2 separate regions of the Capsicum annuum genome follow, and region 2 is linked to region 1. The links are chromatin contacts, called in public Hi-C maps. All regions are on one chromosome and are shown on one strand. Each heading gives the region's core, a stretch centred on a gene start, on an enhancer-like site or on the middle of the called end of the contact. The rest is flanking DNA. Distances are from core to core; before and after follow the strand shown.

Region 1 (5,461 bases), core at 2,414-4,913:
AAAAACTAAAAAAAAAAAGAGAGGAAAGACAAAATAATAATAATAAAAAAAGAAGTTGAGAGGAAAAAAAGGAAAAAAGAAAGGGCTGAGAAAGTTTAAAATAAAAAATAAAAATCAAAGTAAAATAAAAAATAAAAAACATAAAAGTTGAACGATATGTTATTCATCATGAAGATCATTTATGTAGTTTACTTTTTTTATTAGGGCAATTAGTCCAAAAAAAAATATTAATTAGTAGGTAAAAAACTATTTTAAAGAATTTTTTTTATTTGAGACTAAAATTTGAAAGTCACTTTAATTTGCGTCTATTTTTTAAATTCATCCGGTTCTTCCTGTAGTATATAACTGTGCAGCTTCACTAAACTTTGCTAAGTTTCCAAAGGCAATTTCCCTTCGATTTATCACACGTTCTTTCCTTTTGTTTTAGAGTTTCATTTCTATAAAAATATGGTAATTTTATGATTAGAGGTGGATTTAGGATCCAGAGACTTCGGATGTTAAGTAGATTCATCGATCAAATTAATCAGAGACTTCAAATTCTAGATGCGCGCCAACTAATGGCTAAGGGATTCATTCGAACCTTTTCGGTGAAAAGTTATACTACTATTTATATTTGATTAAAATTACTTTCATGTATATATAGTAGATATTGAATCCCTTTGATTAATTCGCGTGTCTACCTCTTTCAATTTTGAACCCCCATTTTGGCTGCTTCGACTTTCTTTTATATTCTAAAAAGGAAAGTAAAAAAATATCGTTCAAAATTACAAAGGGTTATATGCATTGAGAAAACAACGGAGTGATGAGATTCCGATGATGACTGATAAAGAAATTCCACGAAGTGGACGACGAGAGAAGAAGTAAGAAGTGTGATGGGTTCATAGAGCCGGTTTAGAAAGAGGAATGGACAATTTTTTTACGTGTTCATCTTTTAATTTAAATAATAATTAATAAGAAATAAAAGAAAAGTCAAAGAAGAAACATAATTGAATAATTAATAAAACTTGTCAAAATTAAGTTGTCGGATAGAACAAAAATGAATTAATAAAGCTTGTCAAAATTAAGTTGCCAGTGGGTTTCAAATCCGTGCCCCTTTGGCAAAATAAAAGACCTTTGTCGCTAGCCCTGCAAACCACTTCCATTCTCTAGTGACAAGTTTATTATCTATACTATATACTTATATAAAGATTTTTCCTCGAAATTTGCGAGAGACGTGATATCTTCACGAATCTTATTAGATCCATCCCTAATTACAAATATATATTCAGTGAAATTTTATAAGCAAAATTTGAGGAGAGTTGAATGTGCGTAGAGGTAAAGAGTATTTCCGAAAGATTTTCGACTCAAATATAAGTAAGTCCAAGTACAAAGAAGAAAACATAGCAGTGCAAAACAATATATATCCATTCCTATCAAGGGTAAAATGGGAAACACACACATATATATAAAATACTTTTGATTTTAGAAGTTAAACGACTAAATTGAAACAATAATTTTTAGAAAGAAAATCAACCAATACAAAACGAAGAGAGTAACAAATAAAGCAATGCAAAGCCTAAATTTTTTATTTTTTTATTTTAAATATCAAAATAGTGTAATAACAACCACGAATAATAAATAGTAAAAACAAGAATTGTTATAATACGATCAGTACACGGACAAAAATTTCAATCAATCCTAACCCCTAAAAAACATGATAACCATCTACGATCCACTAACTCTCTACCTAAGTTCATGTCAATTTCAGAACTTGAGGCTATATTTTCTCTTTTATGTTAAGAACATTCGAAAACATATATGTAGACATCAATTTTACTTTGTTTACAATGTAAAAATTATTGTATGCAGCCGCTACCTCATAAGATCACTTCATGTACACAAAAATAATAAATAAAGTGAACAGTTGAACTACTTCTAAATTCGGTCCAAATGTTACTACTATCTTTTTTGTTCCAAATGATATGTTGCATTTAATAAATCTGAGGCAGTTATTATAGTTTATCAATCAACAAAAATTAAAGCTACCAAACATGGACTAGAAAGGTAAACAAAACAATAAAAGGAGTCAAGAGTATAATTCTAAGTTGTTAGAATTATTAAAATTTGTTCTCGTATCAAATTCTTAAAAAAGTATACTATTTTTTGAAGGATTTGACCACACCTATTAATATTTTTAAAGAATCTAAGCAATATATATATAGTTTTATTCTTCTCACCGTTAACAGGTCTCATCTTTATTTATATCAATAGACACAATCTTACTACTACAACAACATACCCAATATATTTTATAATTGAGGATAAAATATACACAATCCATGACTACCACATATGATTTTCCTATTTATGATTTCTGAATTCATTATTCAAAATGGTAGTATATTATATTAATTAATATCCACTCCAGAGAAAAAGCATAACTTTATTCCTACTTTGGTAAAACTTTGGTTTTAGAATCCCACTTTCATTACATTCTCAAAATTTTAAATAAAATAAAATATATAAAAAGAGAAAATAAAAGGCCTCTACCTCTTTCCCAATTCAGACAAAAGCTTTTCTTTTTCCCAATAAAAACGTTAAATTTTTGTTTTTGGAACCACAAAAAAAATAAAAAAATAAAGAAAAACACCAATAACACAGAGTCTCATGTAAAGAGTTTCAATAGCAATTGTCCGCCCCCGCTCCACCCCATCGCGTGTCAAATACTCTCTTTCTCGGTCGTACAATATACAAGGGCTCGTTTGGCATTGAAATTTGTGAAATTTGGAAAATATTTTTCATTTTTTAAGGGAAGTTTGGCGCTAAAATTATAAAAAGTCATATAAGTTTAATTTTTTGTTTTTAAAATTTTAAAGTAAAATTTGATAGTCCTCCCATTTTTATTTGTTCCAAACAACATGTTTAAAACACAAGATCACAAATGTTTGTTACTTTCTTAAATTATATCAAATTCAAATCATATAAATAAATTAAAACAAAAAGAATATTTGAAATTGATGTTTCTAGAAATAATATGTGCCATATAAGAATTTCAATTTTTTTTTTTAATTTAAAGTTGGAGGTAGATCTGTGCACTTATACGTATAATTTTAATGTCTCATATTTTGATATTTTCTCGATAAACTAATTCTATTTTTTTCACAAATTAAAGTTTATTGCATCTCTTTTAGAGGAATTGTGTTTAACTATGAATACACTATAATTATTTTTATTGCTTTGGAGTAAAAATTACTTTTTAATAGTATTTTTCAAATTCTAAAATTTAGCTTCAAATTAAATGATCCAAATTTTCATATTTTTATCTCCGAAGAAAATTTTCAAAATCCAACATAAAAAAAATTAAATATATTCATAGCCAAACTAACCACTAAATTCAAATGAGCGACTCCAAAATTCTTTTTTTTTGGTCAAATAACTATTTCACTATAATAATACTCCTCCCGCCCAACAATAGTATTGACTTGACACAAAAATAATACCTAAATAATAAAAATAATACGTAAATAATTTATTTTTATTATTTTTTAAATATAATAAAATTTATGTCTCAAATAATAAATAATAATAAAATAAATTATTTATTAATTTTTTAAATTAATATTATTAAATATTTTAAAAATATTATAGAAGTAATAGAAAACTACTAAGGTAGAATAATAATAATCCTATCCTAAGTATTAATAATAAATAATACACTCCGCATCTACTCATAATCGCTACTTCAAAAAAACAAAAACAAAAAAAAAACTTTGAATTCTCCATTATTCTGTCATTTTTGACTTCCACAGTACCCATCCTTCGCCGGTAATTCCACAAATTCACCGAATTTTCATTTTCCGGCCACCGGAATCATGCCGGAGCTAATTCAAGCTAAACAAGTCTACGCGCCGCCGCCCCAGCCGCCGCCGCCGACGAGAACATTACAAATTTGGAAATCGCTATTAAATTGGCTCGCTTTCTTCTTCCAGATCTTTATCCAGATCCTTAAAGGAACGCCTTTCGTAACTCAAGTTCTCTCCTATTTTGGCCTACGTAATAGTAGTTCTCTTCTCTCTTCTTCTCCGCAGTTTAAACCGTTGCCGGATGTTGAGCTGCCGGAGGAGGAAGAATCTCCACCGTCAGCCGTCGCTCTGTCGGCTCTGAAAATCAACGGCGGAAGTGTACCGATTAGTGTTGAAGAGGAACGTTTAAAGAGGCTAACGGTAAAGCTTTAGACCTTTAATATTTACTGATATTGATAATGTTTCTGTTTTAAAATAAAATAGTTGTCGTATTTTGCTTTTCTAGAGTTAATTTAACTACTTTTCAAAGCTGAATTAGATCACAGTAAATGTTGATAATACCTCTGTTGGAAAATAGTTGTTATGTTTTGCTTCTCGAGAGTCTGAGTTAACTAATTTTCAAAGCTAAATTAGATTACAGTAAAGTTTAACATTTACTGATGTTGATAATACCTCTGTTCTGAAATAGTTGTCGCGTTTTGCTTTTCCAGAGTTAATTTAACTAATTTTTAAAGCTGAATTAGATCACAGTAAAAGCGTTGATAATACATCTGTTCGAAAATAGTTTGTTATGTTTTGCTTCTCGAGAGTTGAGCTAACTAATTTTCTGATGTGCCTCAAGTTATACAAACTTATTCCAGGAGGCAAAATAAACAATAATAAGACTTAGTATAAGTTATACAAACTTATTTCAGGGTGTTTTTTTCTGTAGAAAAAGGGGCAGGGCAGTAGAAGAAGGTATTCAGAAAAAAAGGAAAAGGGAATTCTGGAGTGTTCTAGCCTCGAATGTCTAGGAATGTCGAAATCTGTGTAATCTTAGTATTATGTATTCTATAACTGAATTTCATTCATGTCTTAGGTTGTATTTTAAGGTGTTAGCAGTTTCCAAGAGGCTGTTTCGGAATTCTGGTTAAAATATCACTGTATTTAGTGTAAAAGTTAGTATTTGTTCCTTTATTTACTGTTTCCGACAGAAAAATCTATCATTTTCTAAATTAGATTATGGTAAAGTTTTATAGATCTTAATATTAACTGATGTTGATATTCTCTCTGTTACAAAATAGTTGTGTTTTGCTTCACGAGAGTCAATTTAACTATTTTTTAGAGCTAAATTAGATCACGGTAAAGTTAATATTTACTGATGTTGATACTCCCTCCTTTCCAAATAGTTGTCTCGTTTCGTCTTTCGAGAGTCAATTTAACTAATTTTCAAAGCTAAATTAGATTATGATAAAGATTTCTACACCTTAATATTTACTGATGTTGATAATGCCCCTGGCCCTCTATTATAAAATAGTTGTCGAGTTTTGCTTCTCACGAGTTGGGTTTAACTAATTCTTGAAGCTAAATTAGATTAGATTAATGCAATATTTTAAAATTAATATTTAGATAATCAAAAACTATATGGGGAAGTGTTCCGTCATTCATAGCTCTCTCGACTCCGTGAATCTCTACCGGAA
Region 2 (5,461 bases), core at 1,791-4,290, 190 kb before region 1:
TTCTTCTATTTTAATTTGTTTATTTTTGCTTGATTAAAGTATAAAATTTAAGAATGTAAAGAAAGATTTTAGTCTTGTGGTTATTTATTAAAGATACATGTAATATATCAATTTCTACTAATCTTGTGATCTTAAATATGATGCCATGATAATATATCTATAATAACCACTCCCCTATTCTCTATTACTAGCATACTATCATTAAATCTACTTTCACTGGCATGGTATCATTAAGGTATATTTTAGTGTTTTAATAAGACACTTCTTAGTTCTTAGACCTCTAAGCATGATACCATCACAACATATTTATATTTGCTTGATATTATTCAGGTATGCTTCAGTCTTCGATAAGACATTTCAGTCCTTCAATGAGACAATTTGCAGTTTATCATATACCGATAAGGTATCATAAACGTATGCTTAATTTTGATATATCAATTTTATTAAGGTAATTTTTGTGAAAATAATAACAAAAATGTGGTTCCTTCCTTTAAAAGAAAAAAACTACAAAAAAATTCAAAACATATTTTAATTTTTATATTATTTTTAGCCAGTCTTACTTGTGAAAATTATTTTAAAATAGAGTCATATTTTCATCGGTCTAGACATAATTAGATAATATTTATTTTTATATTTTATCTTTTAATATTTATAAAGAAAAAACAAAAAGAGACAAAATAAGTAAAGCATCAAAAAGAATTAAAGCTTTTGCAGTTTAAAGACAAATTAAATTAGGTAGATTGGAAATTGGATAAGCACTAGAAAGAAGCGGTGGTAATCAAAATTATGGTTGGATATGTGTGTAATAAATTTGGGTGTAATTAGTTCTAATATGGGAAACATGGGTAAATATTTGGTGTTTATGGATAGTTTGTGTAGCTTTTTTCTAATTTTATGATTTTAAATATATCGTGCGAATGTTAAAATTAAAAATTTGTTAAATCAGCAAAAAATATTTTTTTATAAACGAACTAAAAAGAATATAGAAAGAATAAATTAATTGACAAGCTTTAACATAAACCTTTTAGAGTGTGACTAATAGTTTCAAGTAATAAGGGAAACTTGCAAAATATAGATAAGCAAACTCACACGTCACAAGTAATAGGTGAAAATATGGCTTAAATATAGCAAATTAGTCCATTTTCCTACTTATAGGTTATCTAATTAAGTGATGCTAAATCATTGATTTGACATATAATCAAAAAGTCAAAACTACTATCCCATGTTCATTACAAGTAATTATGAAGTATCATTAGAGTCTTAACATCCTAAAAGGAGAATTCCTCTTGTACCAATTAAACATAATCATTTTGTTAAGTACTTATCCTTCATATATCATTCTTGAAAAGAATTCAAAACTTCAACTTTATGAATTTGAATTTTAAATTCTACCATTAAGATCAATTATTTATACTTCTAGTGGAATTTTTAGCACATAAAAAGAATTCGAGCTAAAATTACTGAATTCTGAAAGAGAGCGGCCACCAAAAGGTTTCTTCTCCCTCCAAATTATGATAGTCGTGATTGATTCGAGTATCTTATTTTTTTATTGTGTTGAATTTTCTTCGTCACGCGAATCTCATTAGTCTGATCAATAGATTTCGAATTCCAGCTGATTAAAGGGAAAACAAGTCTACTCAAAATGAAAAAAGAGAGAATCATAGATACCTCAATCATGAAAACTGATAAATGGCCAATCTTTTTATATTTTTTCCAGCTGAAAGGAACCCCAGATTGAAGCAAACAAATCATAGATTCCCATTGGTTTCTATTCAATGAATCTCCAACAAACATTAATCTCTTATTCCTCAGCTTTTCAAGTAACAATCTTGGTCTAAACCTGAAAATTTGATCACATAAACATGGTATTCAGAAAAAGAAAAAAAAGTTAAAGCTTTATCGATAATTCAATAATGATTTTTGTTTATTAATCCTTCCATTGTAACTTATTTATATGATTTTGACTTGATATGGAGTTAAAAAAAAAAAAATAGAAAATTAAGATATGTATAATGTACTCCCTCTGTTTTATATTTCTTAACTCATGTTAACCTAATACACCTTTAAGGGTTCAAGTATTTTTTATATAGGACCCAAGTAAAAAGACAAAGTAGAATTATTAAAACGTCGTTAATTTTGTGGCCTTTTAAACATATTGTGTAAAAAATAAAAATTAAAGAATTGTCAAAAAGAAAAGCAACATTCTTTCTTTTCTAAAGGTACTACTCTAAAAATGAAAGTAATAAAATAAAAATGAAAAAAAAAGTGACATTCTTTCTTTTTTAAAGATACTAAAAATGAAAGTAATAAAATAAATTAAAATGGATGGAGTAATTACTTGGGTAAAGAACAATCTCTAGGCTGCCACCTCCAATTCTGATACAAAGAATCCTTTCTTCCATTCTTCAAACAAGTAACTTGTTCTGTGAGAAACTTACATTCTTGTTCTTTATAAATTGGATGTGTAACATTATCATATACCCATTGACCTTTAAAAATATCACAACTTTCTGGTAGCAATTCAATTTTCTCCTCTGAATTTATCAAAATAGATGAACTTTTGCTATGTTCTCCTAGAATCTTGGAATTTTCTTGAACCCCATTTGATTTATTTGAAGAATTTTCAAGATTTTCTTGAATTTTGTGGTTTGAGAATTGGAATTGTGCAATGGACTTGATATCTTCACTGTACATGAAGAACCAAAAGAGGAATAATGAGGAAACTACTATGCATATAGGAAAATTGTTGAATTTGAAGCCATTTGTGAAATTTTGTTTCATGTTGAATAATTTCGAGAAGAGTGGCATTAGCTAATTTTGAGTCGGTGTGAATGCATGAAAATAGTATTTATGTATACAAAGAGAAAAAAGAGTGAAAGAAATACTAACGTGTGGATAAGTTTTGTCTTTTTCTGTTATTATTTTTTTTTAATTATTATTTTTGTTTAATGAGATTTTTGGTGAAGTGGGATTTTCTGCAAGAAATTGATTTGAGTATTGGTGATTGGGAAGCATGTCTTTCTCACCTTCTATCTGTTTATAACAACTTCCTTTGGTCCTGTAGGCCCCAACTCTAGAAAACTAACTACTGTTTTCTCTGTTGAAAAAAAAAAGAAAGAAAGAAAGAAAGAAAAAAAGAAGATATGGACTGTGGATTTCTGTTACACAATTTTTTGGATAAATTTGAAATTAAATAAACAGTTTGAAAGTAGCTCAAGCAGATATGTTGTCAATAATTTTTTGAAAACCTTGCAACGGTTTCATTAGATTTGCAATCAAACAGACAATTTGCAAGCAATTTACGCAAACAATTTCTAAAACATCTTGCAACAACTTTTTTTCTTTTATAAATATCCGTTCAAAATTTAATTCTTCATTGTTTATCAAAAAAATAAATAATTTTCTCTCTCTAGTGCATGTTTAGCTTGCTTTGCTAACGTGCGCATCCATGGTGAGACGAGGTCAGGGTCGACCACGTAAGAATAAGGGAGAAGCTCGAAAGATTACTGAATAGACTTATGAAGAAGCTCACTCTGTGGAACGAATAAGGACACAAGAATCCCTGACAGAAAGTACTAAAATAGAGGATACTCAACAAGACAACACAATTTTACCCACAGATCTAGCAAGGCAAAAATTGAAGGGAAAGGAAGTGATAGCACTTGTAGTGAAAGAGGAAGAATGATCGAGTTCAGTTGGACTGCAACAAAAGTTAAGTCTAAGTTCAAACAGGGGGGAATGCCCCCAATCGGACCAGGAGCAGGGGAATAGAAAAAGAGATGATACAAACTGGACTGGTTTATTCTCGCAGAATCAGATTGCTGATAATGGTATGGCTCTTACCTATATGGCTCCGGTGATACAAGAATAATCACGGATATGGGCTTATGAGAGTACGCATTGGACCCGAGACTTGGTGTGTGCAATTGAAGAGACAAAGAGGACTTAATTATGCACCAAAAATTGTCCATACACTACACTTGGACTACACTTCATAGGCGTCTTTTGTCTTCCCTTCATTAAGGGCTTGTTGGATATTTTACTTATGTTGTTATAAATCTATAAATATGCTAGTATTAGGTCTTTATTTCTTTAGTTGTTTATTGATATTGAAAGTTGTAACACTTGAACCAAACTCTCTCTAGTGTGAGGAGTGTACCACCTTAGTTTAGGGCTTGGGAAAGCCACCAAATCCGAAATGAGGGTGATGCTAGGGTGGAATCACTAGTATTGCCAAACATTGTTAGAAATCTTGGTGCTTGAGTGGTTCATGCCCTCTTGTGTCATTGTAAGAGTGTTGGTGTTGCCTATTACAAGTATTAAGGGTCTTAGTGTGTGACATACACTTAGGTTCTTAGTTCATGTGAGAGTTGATGTCTCACTTCCTATCCTTACACTTCTTGTAATCGTGTTTGTGTTCTTGTTCTAGTAAAGCCGTATATTGTTGTTATCTTCTTATTGTTGTCTTATCATCTCGTGTTCATTTTGTTGTTGGCTTTTTTTGATGTAAAATACACCTTGTATCATCTCGTTCTTGTGGTATTATTGTTGGCCGAGACTTGTTCCCCTTTTGGTCCTCGGTTTGTCTTGTGTTTTGTGTCTTGTTTTCGTGTTGTGGGTTGATTCTGTTATCATTTGGTATCAGAGATAAGGCTGGTTGTGTTCCTACACTACCAATCTTGGGCTCTCTAAGTCGAAATTTTTTTTTTTTTTAAAAAAGAGGTGTTAAAAAGCTGAAAATTCTAAAAAGAAGCAAATTTGTCCATTCTTGTTGTCTTGGCCAAAATTGTGTCTTGTTGTTGTTTTGGACGAGATTTTTGCCTAGTTTTCTTATGATTTTTGTGTGTTTTGTGTGTTCTAGTGTTAGATCTTTGTTTCCTAACACTAGAAGAGGTGTCTAAGGTCAAAAATCTCACAAAAAGAGTTGTGTTCTTGGCCGAGAAAGTTGTTGTTCTTGTTATCTTCTTGGCCGAGATTTGTTCTTTGAGTTTAGATCTAGGTATATTTCGTGAGTCTTAAGTGTTATTAGTGTTGGTTTGTTCTTCCCTAACACTAATAGAGTCAAGATATAAGTTGAACTCCTACTTGTGTTGTTGTTGTGCGGATTCAAAAGTTGGGCTGAATTGTTGTTGGTGTTGTTGTAGTGGATTCAAAATTTGAACATTTAAAGGTGTGTTATTGGTATTGTGGTTGTGGATTTGTGTTGAAAGAGGTGTTGTTGTTGTTGGGAGGTTCAACTTAAACCTTGGTCTTCAAATCTTGTTGAAGGTTCTTGGTGTTCTTGGCCAATCTTCATGTCTTGAGACAAGAAGAACCTTTAATAAGTAGTGTTTGATCTTAAGACCAAGTGGAAGAGTGTAGTCTTCTTGTTTTTCTTGAAACAAGTTCTAAGACTCTTACAAGAAAGGAAAGGGACCAAAAGACTTTCAAAAAGTCTTGTTACCAAAAGGGAGAAAGGACA

What was found. Hi-C and Micro-C count contacts between places; a contact is called where the count stands out from the background.
Region 2: a contact with region 1 is called in a Hi-C map of placenta, with 3 times the contacts expected there. The contact joins the promoter of LOC107872623 here to the promoter of LOC107871113 in region 1. A contact is called at or near these places in 2 of 5 Hi-C or Micro-C datasets (leaf and placenta).

What each region holds. Positions count from the first base shown.
Region 1 is chr5:203,331,031-203,336,491 of UCD10Xv1.1, reverse strand. LOC107871113 (carboxy-terminal domain RNA polymerase II polypeptide A small phosphatase 1) reads left to right here and starts at 3,663. Exons shown (of 6, transcript XM_016717914.2): 1 at 3,663-4,202. The coding sequence starts at 3,852.
Region 2 is chr5:203,519,066-203,524,526 of UCD10Xv1.1, reverse strand. It overlaps LOC107872623 (xylan O-acetyltransferase 1), which reads right to left and starts at 3,040. Exons shown (of 5, transcript XM_016719259.2): 1 at 2,339-3,040; 2 at 1,669-1,840. The coding sequence starts at 2,808.